2 separate regions of the Sus scrofa genome follow, and region 1 is linked to region 2. Evidence: chromatin contacts called from public Hi-C data. All regions are on one chromosome and are shown on one strand. Each heading gives the region's core, a stretch centred on a gene start, on an enhancer-like site or on the middle of the called end of the contact. The rest is flanking DNA. Distances are from core to core; before and after follow the strand shown.

Region 1 (7,122 bases), core at 3,535-6,034, 64 kb after region 2:
TGGCACTACTCTGTCTCCTTGGCCCCCTGGACACCTGGGGCAGCGGGCACACAGAGCTGCAGAGCATCAGTTTCAGGGCTGCTGCCTACACAGCATGGGTTGTGTGCTGCCTGAGGGCCCATAGAAGACACCAGAGCTTTGTGGCTGACAGTTTTCTGCAGGTGGAAATCAGGTGCCTGGGGCGAGTGGGCGGCACCTTTTCCTAGCTCACTCAGTCGCTGTAGAGGGCGGGCTTCTGACACATCCTCCTCTACTGCACCTCCCTTTCCTCGAGTGGGGACCCGGGGGCTTCTCTTCTGGTCCCAATAAGGAGCCCAGATGCAACCCGAAGGCTGGATGCATTTTCATGATTGCTCTGCCTGCCAGGCTGAGCGTGGCCAGCTCAGATCCATCCCACTGAAGATCCAGCCTCAGGAGTTGCTGTTGTGGCTCGGCGGGTTAAGAACCTGACTAGTATCCATGAGGATGTGGGTTTTCTCCCTGGCCTTGCTCAGTGGGTTAAGCATCCGCCTTGAGCTACGGTGTAGCTTGCACTTGTGGCTCTGATCTGGCGTTGCTGTGGCATAGGCCGGCAGCTGTAGCTCTGATTTGACCCCTAGCCCAGGAACTTCCATATGCCGCACCTGCGGCCCTAAAAAGAAAAGAAAAACCCCCAGCCTTTGCTCTGGTCGCCGGCTGGGCACAGCCACAGGGGTGGAGGTTCAGGGTGGACAGGAGGGACTGACCCCAGGTCCTGCACTTACCCACAGCTGACCAACAAGATCGTGTTTGTGGTGAGCTTCGTGGGCAACCGTGGCACCTTCATCAGGGGCTATAAGGCCATGGTCATGGACGTGGAGTTCCTCTACCATGTGGGCTACATCCTGACCAGCGTCCTGGGCCTCTTTGCCCATGAGCTCTTCTACAGCATCCTGGTGAGGCCCTGCCAGGGCGGTCTGGGTGGGTGTGGGGCGGTGGGGCCTCCTGCCATGGTTCACAGTTCCCCGGCACCAGGCCTCTTGCTGTGGGCTGGGAGGGATGGCTTTCTAGGCTCTCTTCCACTGGACCCCTGCCTGGCCTCGGGGGCTCTGATGGCTGCTCCTGGAGCCAGGCCGCCTGGACTTGCATCCCACCGTGGCCCCTGCTAGTGTGTGACTTTCAGCAGGTTTCTTAACTGCCTGTGCCTCAGTTTCCCCATCTATACAACAGGGATCATTAACAGCACCTCTCTTCTAGAATAATTGTGAGGGTGGAGTGAGCTAAGGCACAGAAAGCACGCAGCAGATGCACCATACAACTAGCCATTTTCTTACCACTGTGTGGCATTTGCTGCCCATCCCACCTTCACACTCTCCCTGGGTCCCCCTCTCCCTTTCCTGGGCCTGAGAAACCCGGGTTCCTTGGAGACTGCTGGCCTGGCTGCACCTGCCTGAGCATGGAGCCCCCTGGGGGAGGCTGGGGAACCCCTGGGAGGTAGGCAGCCCTGGGTCCAGTGGTGTCCCCAGCCCTCACCCATCTCTGCCCTGCAGCTCTTTGACCTCATCTACCGCGAGGAGACGCTGTTCAATGTCATCAAGAGCGTGACTCGAAACGGCCGCTCCATCCTGCTGACGGCCCTGCTGGCACTCATCCTGGTCTACCTCTTCTCCATCGTCGGCTTCCTCTTCCTCAAGGACGACTTCATCCTTGAGGTCGACCGGCTGCCAGGCAACCACTCCAGAGGTCTGGGGGCGCCTCTCCTGGGGCGGGGGGTGCGGGATGAGGCCAGGGCCTGGGAGCTCTTGCCCACCACGCCCACTGCAATTTCTCCTCTGGGTCTGGGGTGGGTGGTCCAGCTCACACCCGTCTGCCTCCCTCTTCCTGGGACAGACCAGGGCTGGGAGAGCCCGGGGTGGCTCTGGCTTGCGGACCATGGCTCACATTAGACTCGGTATTTGTGGGGCTGCCCGTGTCCCTGGTGGGGTGCAGATCTCCCTCCCCGCCCTTGAACACAAGCCTGTGGAGCAGCTGCATCAAGACCCTTCCCTGTAGTGGGTGGAGTAGGGAGGCTCGAGGCTCAGGGTGGGCTTCCTGGAGGGTATGAGGCTGGGGACAGAACCAGGGGAACCTCCTGGTGACCTTGTCCCTGTTCCCTCCAGCCAGCCCCCTGGGGATGCCACATGGAGCTGCCACATTTGTGGACACGTGCAGTGGGAACAACATGGACTGTGTCTCCAGGGTCTCAGTGCCCCAGGTCCTGGAAGGTGCGGGCGGTGTGTCTCTGGGGTCTCGGTGCAGTGGGAGGAGGGGTAAGTGGTCCAGCCTGGGGATGAGCATGCACTCTGCTTGTAGAGGACGAGGAGCAGGCCAGCACGGAACGGGCCTGTGACACTCTGCTCATGTGCATTGTCACCGTCATGAACCATGGGCTGCGCAATGGTGGTGGCGTAGGCGACATTCTCCGAAAGCCCTCAAAAGATGTGAGTGTGCCCCCACCCCAGTAGCCCTCTCTGTTCAGGGCAGCAGCTGTGAGGGCTCCGCCCTCAGGTCACAGCCAAGTAGAGCGTCTTGGCCTCCCATCCTCAGGGTGGTGGGTCCCTGAATGTTTGCACCCCTTTTCCCGCTCAGTCTTGTGCTGTTACGGTGTAGCTGAGCTGTCCCTGCCCTTCCAGCTCGGGCACCCCCACCAGCTCACTAAGGAAAAGCCTTGGCCCCCAGTCTCCCCGGGGTAGGGAAGGTGTGAGTCAGCGGTGGGTCCCTGGCCACACCCGCTTCATCCTCAAGGCAGAGCTCCAGCCTGAGGGCCAGGGTGCTCAGCTGGCTCATGAGGAGGCCTCGGGGTTTGGCTGGGCAGCCCAGCATCCCAGGTCAGTGTGTCCCCACTCTCATGGGGTGAAGCCACTTCCTGGCCAACAGAAGTTTCTAGGGGCATCCTGAGGGCAGGCAGAGGAGTTCAAAGCTGCTCCTCCCCTAACAGGCCAGCCTGGCTCCCACGCCAGACTCCCAGGGGCTGCATCCCAGCCACTGAGTCCCACCCGCACCCAGGCCTCGGGTCGCGCCTCTCACTCTGCCATCCCCAGGGTGCTGGGCGTCAGGGGCCACCTCCTTCTGTGGAGCTGGGCTCCGAGCCCCCACCCGACCGACCCAGCCTTGCTGCTTCCCCCGCAGGAGTCGCTCTTCCCGGCCCGAGTGGTCTACGACCTCCTGTTCTTCTTCATTGTCATCATCATCGTGCTGAACCTCATCTTTGGGGTGATCATCGACACCTTTGCCGACCTGCGCAGTGAGAAGCAAAAGAAGGAGGAGGTTCTCAAGACTACGTGCTTCATCTGTGGTGAGGCCACGCTCCTGCCCACAGGCCTTCCTGGGTCCCTGTGGCCCCTGGGAGCCTGTCCTGGGCTGATGGCTCAGCGGCACTTGGCCCGGAGCTGGGGAGAGCTGGACCCTGCCGGAACGTGGAGTCCTAGGTGGAGGCGGGAAAGGCCTCAGGGACTGGCCTTTAAACTCTGGGTTTCAGACGAGGACCTAAGCCTGGTCCATGGCCTTGACCCTGTGGTCTGGGTACAGAGCTTTTCTCCATGTGAAGTGCTGTCCCTCAGTCACTGGAGGCCCAGGGGCAGGTCGCCTGGAGGCCCCTTCTCTGTGCTTCCTGCCCCCTGGGCTCCCATAGGCCTCGCTGCTGGGTGGGAGCTCTGTGTCTAAGTGGCTGCTGTTTTAAGTAGAAGTGACCTAGCCAGGTGCATGTTTCCCCAGAGCTGCAGTGGCCCTGGGTCACCCTCACCTCTGCCCCCTCAGGTCTGGAGAGGGACAAGTTTGACAACAAGACGGTGTCCTTTGAGGAACACATCAAGTTTGAGCACAACATGTGGAACTACCTGTACTTCATCGTGCTGGTCCGCGTGAAGAATAAGACTGACTACACAGGGCCCGAGAGCTACGTGGCCCAGATGATTAAGGTGTGCCCTGCGGGAGGCGGGGGGCGGCGGACACCCGCCGAGAGCTGGCAGGAGAAGGGTAGCTGGAGCCAGCTCCCTGCACACCTCTGGGTGGGCTCTGGTGTCTTGAAAGAGCCCATGTGAGCCCGCTCACCTGAGGGGCCCGAGAGCATGTGTGGGGTGGGGTCCCAGGGCCTGCAGACGCCTGACATATAGGCCACCTGCTCATGGCCACTGCTCTGTGGCCCCCATCTTAGGGGCCTCTCCAGCTGGGCCAGAGGGTGCCTGGAAGAACTTGAAACCATCAGACTTAGGAGAAATCAAACGTAACTGTTCCATTTAGTAGCGAAGGGGGTGAAGGCAGAGGCTAGTCAGGCCTGGTGGCATCGAGGGTATAGGAAGTAGTCCCATCAGCTGTAGCACATCTTCAAAAGACTGCACTACAGATGAACTGCAGCCTGAAAGGGAAGACCTGTTTGGTGGGAAAAAGGGAGCAGGGTTCTAGTCTCTTTTAAGTCTGTATTTGGACTGATTATCTGTTGGGTCTGAAAAATTCAGTTTGCAGCAGGAACCAGAAAGCTGCTGGGTTCCCCCTCCCCCCCACCGGCGTGTTCTCTGCCTGGCTCATCTTCCTGGGGTGCGGGGCGTGGGTGTGGGGTGTGGGGCAGGCAGGAGGAAGGAAGGAAGGAAGGAAGGAAGGAAGGGTCTCGCAGGGCGTTGTAAGAGTAAACAGATGGTGCGGGTACCAAAGGAGGCTCCAGGCTAAGGCAATCAGCCTGCCTTGGGCAGGGGCTTCACTGCCAGCTCCCCCGGGGCCCAGGGAGGACCCTGGACGACTCAGATTTCCCCATGACACGTTCCTGCAGAGTCATCTGGCCGAGGGTGTGGCAGCAGACTCCCCCATACAACCGCGTCTCTCACGAGGCCGTCCCAGGCTGGGCCCATGCTTGCTCAGCCCATGGAGATGTTTTTCAGAACAAGAACCTGGACTGGTTCCCCCGGATGAGGGCCATGTCGCTGGTGAGCAATGAGGGCGAGGGGGAGCAGAATGAGATCCGGATTCTTCAGGACAAACTCAACTCCACCATGAAGCTGGTGTCCCACCTCACCACCCAGCTCAACGAGCTCAAGGAGCAGGTGCGCCCCAGCCTCTGCTGCCCCGATGGGCAGCCCCAGGCTGGCTCTGGTCACACCCAGCCTGCCAAGGGGGAGGTGGGGGCGGTCCAGCTCCTGTAGCGGGTGGGTGGGGAGACCGGGGCCTCTTTCCGAGTCTCCGATGCCCCCCTGCCCCATGTGGCAGTGATTAGAGGCAGTGATTAGAGTCGGGCAGGCGCTGCTTCCCCAGCTGCACCATGTCAGGGTTGTGACTCACAAATTGAGGACCAGGGCTCAGGGCTGACATTCATCTGCAGCCTGGGGCGGTGGGGAGGGGGTGCCCAGCGTCCTGACCCGACCTGACTTGACTTGCCGGCATCTGTCGACCTCAGATGACAGAGCAGCGGAAACGCAGGCAGCGCCTGGGCTTCGTGGACGTCCAGAACTGCATGAGCCGCTGAGAGGCCACAGCGTCAAAGGCCCGCAGACCCCGGAGACCCGTGCCTGGGAACTCGGCCCTTCCCTGTGGAGAGGGCCCTGCCAGCCGCCAGCCTCTCCAGGCTGGGTGTCCACCCCACCCCTAGCTCCCACTCTGCCAGAACCCCTCCAAGTCAGCCCAGCCCTGACTGCCTGGAGGGGGCACCACAGCTGCCAGTCCTGCCCCAGACTGAGCCCGTAGAGCAGACCTGACGGGGACTCAGCTCACCTACCTGAGCTCACCTGTGTGCCTTACTTGGAGGAGGCGAGTCCCCTTGAAGGAGGGCTGCTTATCCTTTTGCTTTTTAGGGTCACAGGCGTGGCCTATGGAAGTTCCGAAGGAGGGCTGCTTATCCTTTTGCTTTTTAGGGTCACAGGCGTGGCCTATGGAAGTTCCCAGGCTAGGGGTCCAATTGGAGCTACAGCTGACAACCTACACCACGCTCAGCTCAGCTCACAGCAATGCCGGATTCCTGGCCCACTGGGTGAGGCCAGGGATTGAACCCGCATCCTCATGGTTACTAGTCGGTGTTCGTTAACCGCTGAGCTATGGTGGCCACTCCCCTGCTTGAGCTCTAAAGCAGTAACTATATCCCCCTGGTGGGTGATTAGGAGGTGGCCTCCTTATCCCAAGCACTACATGTTGGCTGCTGCCTCCTCTGGAGCAGCCGCAGTGATGCTGTTACTAGTGAATTTAGGGCTTTGTTATTTAACTTATTCAAGGGCCAAATGGCTCCTTCAGTGCCTCAGACCTGCTGTAGACAGTGTGCAGACCCTGCTGAGTCCACACCCCCCCCCTCCCAGGGGACCGGTGACCCAAGGATGGAGAAACGTACTCCCAGAACCTGCCCCTTTCCGGGTCTCCCGGGGAGTCATGCCCAGGTAACAGGGCTGGGCCATGTTAAGAGCGGCTTGTTTCTTCTCCTTTCAGTGTAATGTTTTATAAATCCTTTGGCCCAAGAACTAAAGTGGATTGCCATAAATTAATGAATAAACCCAGGCCTTTGGAGGGGGGCTGTCTCCTGTACACCTGGGTGTGGGAGGGGGGTGAGCATGTGCCGCCTGGCCTCACTGGGGCTCCTGGGAGATGCAGAGCCATGTCCTACTTCCTGGACAGAACTACTACATTTTATTTAATGCATCCCTGAACATACTGAGCTGTCAGGGACCAATGAGGTGAAGACCTGACTCCCAGCTCTTCCCAACAAAGGGTGCTGGTGCCCTGCCTTTCTCAGCTCTGTTCCTGACAAGAAGCCTCAGTAGGGAGTACAGATGGCCCCCAGTAAGGGCTAAGGTTCTGGGGCACAGTGAGGTGACCCTGTGTCCTTGCCTCCTGCAGAATTGGGGTGCAGAAGCCTGACCAAGGCCGTCTTGGCTTTGCCCCATCCCTTTGACCAGCCTGGAACATGACTCTTCTGCAAGGTCAGGGCAGAGGACCGGCTTGTTCTGAGTCAGTGGGAAAGGGCGCCAGGCAGGCTTTCCCATCCTTCTGTTTGCACAGGATGCCCTCTCCGCTATTTTTGGCTCTTTCCCAGGAGCTCCTGCAACAAAAGGAGCCTGAGAATCTTGTCTGGAGCCAGCCAGACCCCTGCTGGCAGGTGGGGTCCTGTGGCCTCAGGAAGCACCTGGCCCAGAGGCCGTGTCACCTTCCCTTCTC
Region 2 (6,301 bases), core at 2,918-5,417:
GATCCTTAACCCACTGAGCAGGGCCAGGGATGGAATCCGCCTCCTCACGGATACTAGTTGGGTTCGTTTCTGCTGAGCCACAATGAGAACTCCAAGTTGGAGTTTTTAAAAATTATTTGTCTGGTCTTTTTAGGGCCGCACCTGCAGCATACAGAGCTTCCCAGGCAAAGGTTGAATAGGAGCTCTAGCTGCTGGCCTACACCACAGTCACAGCAACACCAGATCCAAGCTGCATCTGCAACCTACACCATAGCTCACTGCAACACTGGATCCTTAACCCACCGAGGGAAGCCAGGGATGGAATCTGAGTCCTCATGGATGCTAGTCAGATTCGTTTCCTCTGAACTTGGGCGTTCCCATCGCTGTGGCTGTGAGGTAGGCTGGCGGCTGTAGCTCCAATTGGACCCCTAGCCTGGGAACTTCCATGTACCATGGGTGCGGCCCTAAAAAGCAAATGAATAAATAATAAATAAACAAAAATGCTGAGCTTGGAGTTCCCAGCTATGGTGCAACAGGATTGGAGGTATCTCTGGAGCGCTGGGACACAGATTCGATCCCTGGCACAACTTAGTGGGTTAAGGATCTGGCGTTGCCACAGCTGCAGCATAGGTCACAACTGCAGCTCGGATCTGATCTGTAGCCTGGGAACTCCATGTGCTGAGGCGCAGGCAAAAAAGAAAAAAATGCTGGTCTTGGAGTTCCCTGGTGGCTCAGTGGATTAAGGATCCACACTGTCACTGCTGTGGCTCAGGTTGCTGCTGTGGCACAGGTTTGACTCCAGGCCTGAGAACTCCTGTATGCCGCCCCCAAAAGTGCTGATCTTTACCCACTAAATTTATTTCAGGATCCACGAATACATCTGAGTTCATACTTTGAACAACATTGTCCTAGAGACATTCCTGTGTCTGCACAAGGAGACAAGAATGTTCACTGCAGCATTGCTGTAACAGCCAAGACCTAGACAGGGCTTTCATGGTTGCTGAGAAGACAGATAAATAAATTGTGATGTGGTCAGGAAGTGGACTGTCACAGCTCTACTCGCACCAAAGGATACAAGCGCTGGGTGATACTGTGGTGTAAAAGGTAGAACCCTGCAGGGTGCTGACATACTTGTTTATGCATATGGCTGTGCGGTTCAAGCATAAAACCCGCAGGAAACCATACCCCCCAAATCAGGTCGGTGGTTATCTCTGGAGGGAGGGGGAGGGGAGTGCAGCTGGGGAGGAGTGCGTGCGGTGCATAAGGAGCTTCAATTGAAATTTGTTTTCATTTTTTAACTGAATGTTCAAGATTTAATTAAAAATGTATATTGGAATCAAGTTTTGCAAAATATTAAGATCTGACAAAATTGGAGGAAAGGTGCAGGACACTCACTATATTTCTTATGTATTATTTTAAATTTAACATTTCTTTTTTTGCTTTTTTTTGTATTTTTGTCTTATGGGGGGGGTCACATCTGAGGCATATGGAGGTTTCCAGCCTAAGGGTCCAGTGGGAGCTGTAGCTGACAGCCTGTGCCAGAGCCACAGCTATGTGGGATCTGAGCCTTGTCTGCGACCTACACCACAGCTCACGGCAACGCCAGATCCTTAACCCACTGAACGAGGCCAGGGATCGAACCCACAACTTCATGGTTCCTAGTTGGATTTGTTTCCACCGCACCACCACAGGAACTCCCCTAACATTATTTCTTAAAATTTTTCATACTACTTTAAAGATTGCTGCTCCAGGACATCAGAGAAGGAGACTTTATTCTACCCCTGGGAATAGAAAAAGGGGGGTGGGGGGGGATCCCGAGCCTAGGTACAGAGGTGGGGAAGTGAGACTGAACACGCTGTCCTTTTTTTTTTTTTTTCCCCTTTTTTAACCTCCCTGTGGTATATGGAAGTTCCCAGGCTAGTGGTTGAATCCAAGCTGGAGCTGCCTCCTTACGTCACAGCCACAGCAAAGTGAGATCTGAGCCACGTCTGTGACCTACACCACAACTCAGGGCAACGGTGGATCCTTAACCCACTGAGCAAGGCCAGGGATCGAACCCGAATTCTCGTGGACACTGTTGGGTTCTTAGCCGGCTGAGCCACAATGGGAATTCCACTCAGAATGTTCTAATCTGAAGGTCGAGGGACAGCCAGCAGCATGTGCTTTGGAGATGGGCCCGACCTCCTCCACCTCCTGGCTGTAAGACCTTGGCTGAGTTATGGAACCATCTTGAGTCCCAGGGGAGGAAGGCTGTGGACCCCTGAATGTGCCTGTGCCAAGGATGGCACATGTCCAGGCTATAGTACAGACACTGACAGGGTGTTTCCAGCCCACTGTCTTTATCATCTCTGTCTGGGGAAGGGGAGAAGGCAGTTGGGCTGAGGCTGGTGGCTTGATTGGAGCCTGGTGCCCAGCAGAGGCCTGGCACAGAGTGGGTCCTTAATAAATGCTTATGGAACGAACGCAGAGGTTTCCCTTCCCTCTGCAGGAAACACCATGGAGGCCTGACCTCTGGGAGCAAGTGAAGCTGTTCAAGTGGCTGGCTTTTCCCAGTTGGGCTCCAGGGGTGGAGAGCTGAGGCTTCAAGGGCAGTGTGAGGCAGTGGAGAGAGAGCCAGGCTGGCAGTCAGGGGCTGGGGGTTGAGGACTGGCCTTCTGGCCCCAGTTGCCCTGAACCTGCTGCCTGACCCTGAGGTCAGCTCTTTTTGGCAGAGTGGCCTGGACGAGGTTTTTCCAAGTGCAATTTGCAACCCATTTGGTACATTTAACAGAACAATTTAGTGGTTCACAATCAGTATTAACAAAACAAAACGAAACATAACACAAATAGAACAGAAAAATATCGGAGTGCAATCACGGGTCATAAGGGTAAGTATTGTTTGTGAAACTATTGTTTGGCTTATATATAGAGAAGGTGGGACTGGCCCGATGTAAAATTTATTTGCTACGGTGCCTCCTGGTGCAAAGATTGTAAAACATTGAGCTCAGCAATGGAGTTCAGAGGTGGCCTCCTCTCCCTCGAGGATTCTGGGGGTCTTTGTGGACGAACCACACTCCAGGGGCTCCTCTCCCTCCCGTGGGTCAGCAGCTGTCTCTGCTCTATGCCTCACCCCTCTCGGGTCTTTCTTTTCCTGCTTCAGTCCTCAGTCCCTACTCCCTTTCTCCCAGGGACCAGCCCCCCTTCCCATGAAGTCAGGGTGGGGGTGGGGGGCGTCGGAGGGATTGAATGGGGGTGGCAGTGGGCACTCTATCCCAGATGCTAAACTAAAAGGACTGGTAAGCAAACACCCGGGAACAGAACATAAAGTGGGCGAGCCCGGCCGTGCGCTGGAGGGCAGGACTTGGTGAGCAAGAGCTTGGCTGAGACACCGCAGCGGGTCACTCCCAGGGGGCCGGCACCGGCCTTGGCAAGGTTGGCGCTCGTGTGTGCTATTAACTAGGAAGGTACTTTCACTCCTGCCACCTCCCCCCTTGGAAAAAAAAAAAAAGGAAAGAAAGACAGAAGGAGCCAAGAGTTCCGGAGCCAACTCCTGGAGAGGGAGCGGCTGAACTGATTCGGAAGCTGGATCTCTTTGTACACAGGAATGCGGAGAGAAAAAACAAAACCCACCCCATTGCTTCACTTCCCCTCCGAGCCCGAGCACTTTCTATTGTGCAATGAAAAGGCTTTTCACGTTGAGAAAAATGAATCCCAATTTGCGCTGCGAAGTAATGAGCGCGCCTCTCCGCTCGAGACGGCTCTCAGCTGGGCGCGGAGACGGCGCAGTGGCCGGAGGGCGACCGCGGCCGGGGCGCTTCGGAACACAGCCCCCGCGCGCGGCTCGTGGTGGAGTCCCCCTTCCCCGGGCGGCGGCGCCGACTCTCAGCGACCCGCGGGCCGACGCGGAGAGTGTGGAAGCTTCGAGGGCGGAGAGCCCCCGCTACAGCTGGGCCTCCCGGGGATGGCGGGTTGGCGAGTCCGGCCGGACACTCGCCAGAGCTGGGACTCTGTCCCGGGAACCCTCGGAGTCTCGCGGGGCGGGCGGCCCGGCCCGGGACCCGCCAGGGGCGCTGGAGGCGGGCGGGCGCACGTGGGTGCCGGCGGGCGGGCCGCGGCGGGGTGCGGGGGGCGGGGTGTGGCTTCCCCGCCTCCCGGGCGAGATTTGCATGTGTGTGTGGCGGCCCCAGACTTCCTGCTCTTTTACGCCGCAGGTACGCGCGGGCCGGCCGGCCGGGCTGGCGGGCGGCGGTGCGCCGAGACGCGGGCACCTCCTCCCCCGGACACCAGCACCGGCTCCCGGGCCGTGCCGCGCCGCCTTCCGCCCCGCGGGCTGCTAGTCCGCCCCGGCCGCGCTGAGCGCCCGGCTCCGAGTTGGGGGCGCGCCGCTCTCGGCCTCCTTGGTCCTCTCGGCCCTCTGCCCCAAGCCTGGCCGCGCGCCCCTGGGCGCCCCTACCGCCTCGGCTCCCCGGAGGGCCGCAGCCATGAGCGAGATGTCCAGTTTCCTCCACATCGGGGACATCGTTTCCCTGTACGCCGAGGGTTCCGTCAATGGCTTCATCAGCACTTTGGGGTGAGTGAGCCGAGTTCAAGGGGGTGCGGGCGGGGAGGGGGCGAGTGGGCTCCCATGCCAGTTGCGTGCGTCCTGCCGCCTCCCTCCGACGGAGGACCTGGGCGTCCCCAACCTCCAGGAGCTGGGGAACGGCTCGCCTCCTTTTAGAGAAAGGAAGTGAGATATTTGCCCAGGTAGGAGTCGGGCGCCCTGCCGGAGCTGGCGGGAGGCGCCCTCTCCGCGAAGCCGCCACTCTCGCGCGCTCGCCTTTCTTCAGAAGGGGCGGGGACGCCGAAACTTCCTCTGCAGGTGGTCCCAGTGCGGGGGGCAGGTGGGTGGCTGGGGCTTCAGCTGAGGAAAGGCATCCGGGCCTGGACGTGACCAGCTCCGGGGTGGGGCGGAGCTGCGGGGGTGGGCGGCTCACCCCGGAGCCCTCTAGTTATAGACCCGTCGCACCTTTGAGGGGACGCAGTTTTTCCTCCCAGGATTTCCCCGTCCTGCCCCCGCCCCCCGCCGCCGCCCCCCGCGCGCCAGGGGTATCTTCCCAGCCCTTCTCTTCCAGACGTCCCAGGTCCCCACGCTGCCACCTCCCCCGCCCGGTCAATTTCCTGCGCAGCTCATCTGGCGCCCCTGGGTCCCTGGTCCCCCGGATCTCTGGAGCACTTTACAAACATTAATTAATTCTGGCCGCCACCCCCCAGGGTCTGGATAAGCAAAGAATCAGCTCAAGTCCCAGGAGAGGGCCAGGCCTGAAGCAGGCACAGGGCCGGGAAACAACTAGAGAGAATGGTTTATCTTCAAGAGGAGCAGTTGAGTGAATGGCTGCGGATGGGAGCTTGTGTGGTTTCTCCCCATCTTCAGCCAGGCCTCAGGGCACCGCCTGCTCCTTTGTCACATTTTCAGTCTGGGACTTGTATTGAATCGTCTCATCTTCCCCACCACACCCAGCCAAGTTTTTAGGATAAACCCATCCCCTTCTGCTGCTCCTACTGGGGATGCAACCAGCTACAAGGAGCCTCGTACAAGGAGGGGGATGGCCTTGGCGCCCTCAGCCCTGGGGTGGCTCCCCAAGCCCAGAGGTGGTGGGGGGTCACCTGGCTCCCTCCCTTGGTGGCTTGTTGGGAGTTTAGCTTTAGGCGGGTAAGGAAGGGAATCCACTAAGATGGATGGTGGATGGGCCGGGCCCACAGGGGCTTCTCACTGGCAATTCCAGCCTAGCTTGCTCCCCTTATCTCTGCACCCTCCGGGCGCTTGGTGCTGGTGGGGCCTCCCCAGCCCCGGGGAGCTGACTTCTGCCTGCCTGCTTTCCCAGAGGAAGGGGGTGAGCCACATCTGGCCAGGTTCTGTGCCCCCCCCATCCCCCAGGGAACCGGCTGTTGCATGAGGGGAGGCACAGAGAAGGAGCAGAGAGTACAGGGCTGTGGGGGGCATGGAGGCTGGTGGTGGAAGCCCCCCTCCTTGGGTCTGAACAGTGCTGGGGCTTTGGGGAATAATCAGCTTCTCTGTTGCCCAGTGCTTGGCTCAGGCCTGAGCCCATAGTGGGGGCTTTTTAAGCATCTGATAGGTCTGACCCAATCAAGGGAAACATTCCGCCTCCCATACAGGCTGCCCCCCCCAAGAATTCCCTTCTGTTACTTCCTAGCAGCTCTGTCCCGCCTTGGCCTTCCTGCCCCAGGAGGGAAGGCCACTTCCGCTGACCAGTTTGATCGGGGGCAGGGCCCAGTGACCTCTGAGAGGCCTTCTGCCCCTGGTGTCCTTCCCTGGGCAGACACCTCCAGCAGCTCCCAACCTTCC

The links. Hi-C and Micro-C count contacts between places; a contact is called where the count stands out from the background.
Region 1: a Hi-C map of omental adipose tissue shows a contact between it and region 2, with 1.7 times the contacts expected there. The contact joins the enhancer-like site here to the promoter of ITPR3 in region 2. A contact is called at or near these places in 2 of 5 promoter capture datasets (fetal liver and liver), 20 of 47 Hi-C or Micro-C datasets (alveolar macrophages, blood, brain and 10 more) and 1 of 2 datasets of contacts at active chromatin or transcription factors (skeletal muscle).

What each region holds. Positions count from the first base shown.
Region 1 is chr7:29,894,832-29,901,953 of Sscrofa11.1, forward strand. It overlaps ITPR3 (inositol 1,4,5-trisphosphate receptor type 3), which reads left to right. Exons shown (of 58, transcript XM_013977794.2): 51 at 750-914; 52 at 1,509-1,701; 53 at 2,118-2,222; 54 at 2,311-2,438; 55 at 3,127-3,292; 56 at 3,754-3,914; 57 at 4,869-5,030; 58 at 5,381-6,471. The coding sequence ends at 5,449. Among named protein-coding and RNA genes, the nearest start is that of C7H6orf125, 31 kb to the right of the region's middle. Within about 2 kb of position 4,785, at least 10 of the 83 cell types and tissues checked have an H3K27ac peak or open chromatin away from gene starts, as enhancers often do. A contact at or near this core is called in alveolar macrophages, omental adipose tissue and retroperitoneal adipose tissue, where this site is marked.
Region 2 is chr7:29,831,755-29,838,055 of Sscrofa11.1, forward strand. It overlaps ITPR3 (inositol 1,4,5-trisphosphate receptor type 3), which reads left to right and starts at 4,168. Exons shown (of 58, transcript XM_013977794.2): 1 at 4,168-4,528. The coding sequence starts at 4,440.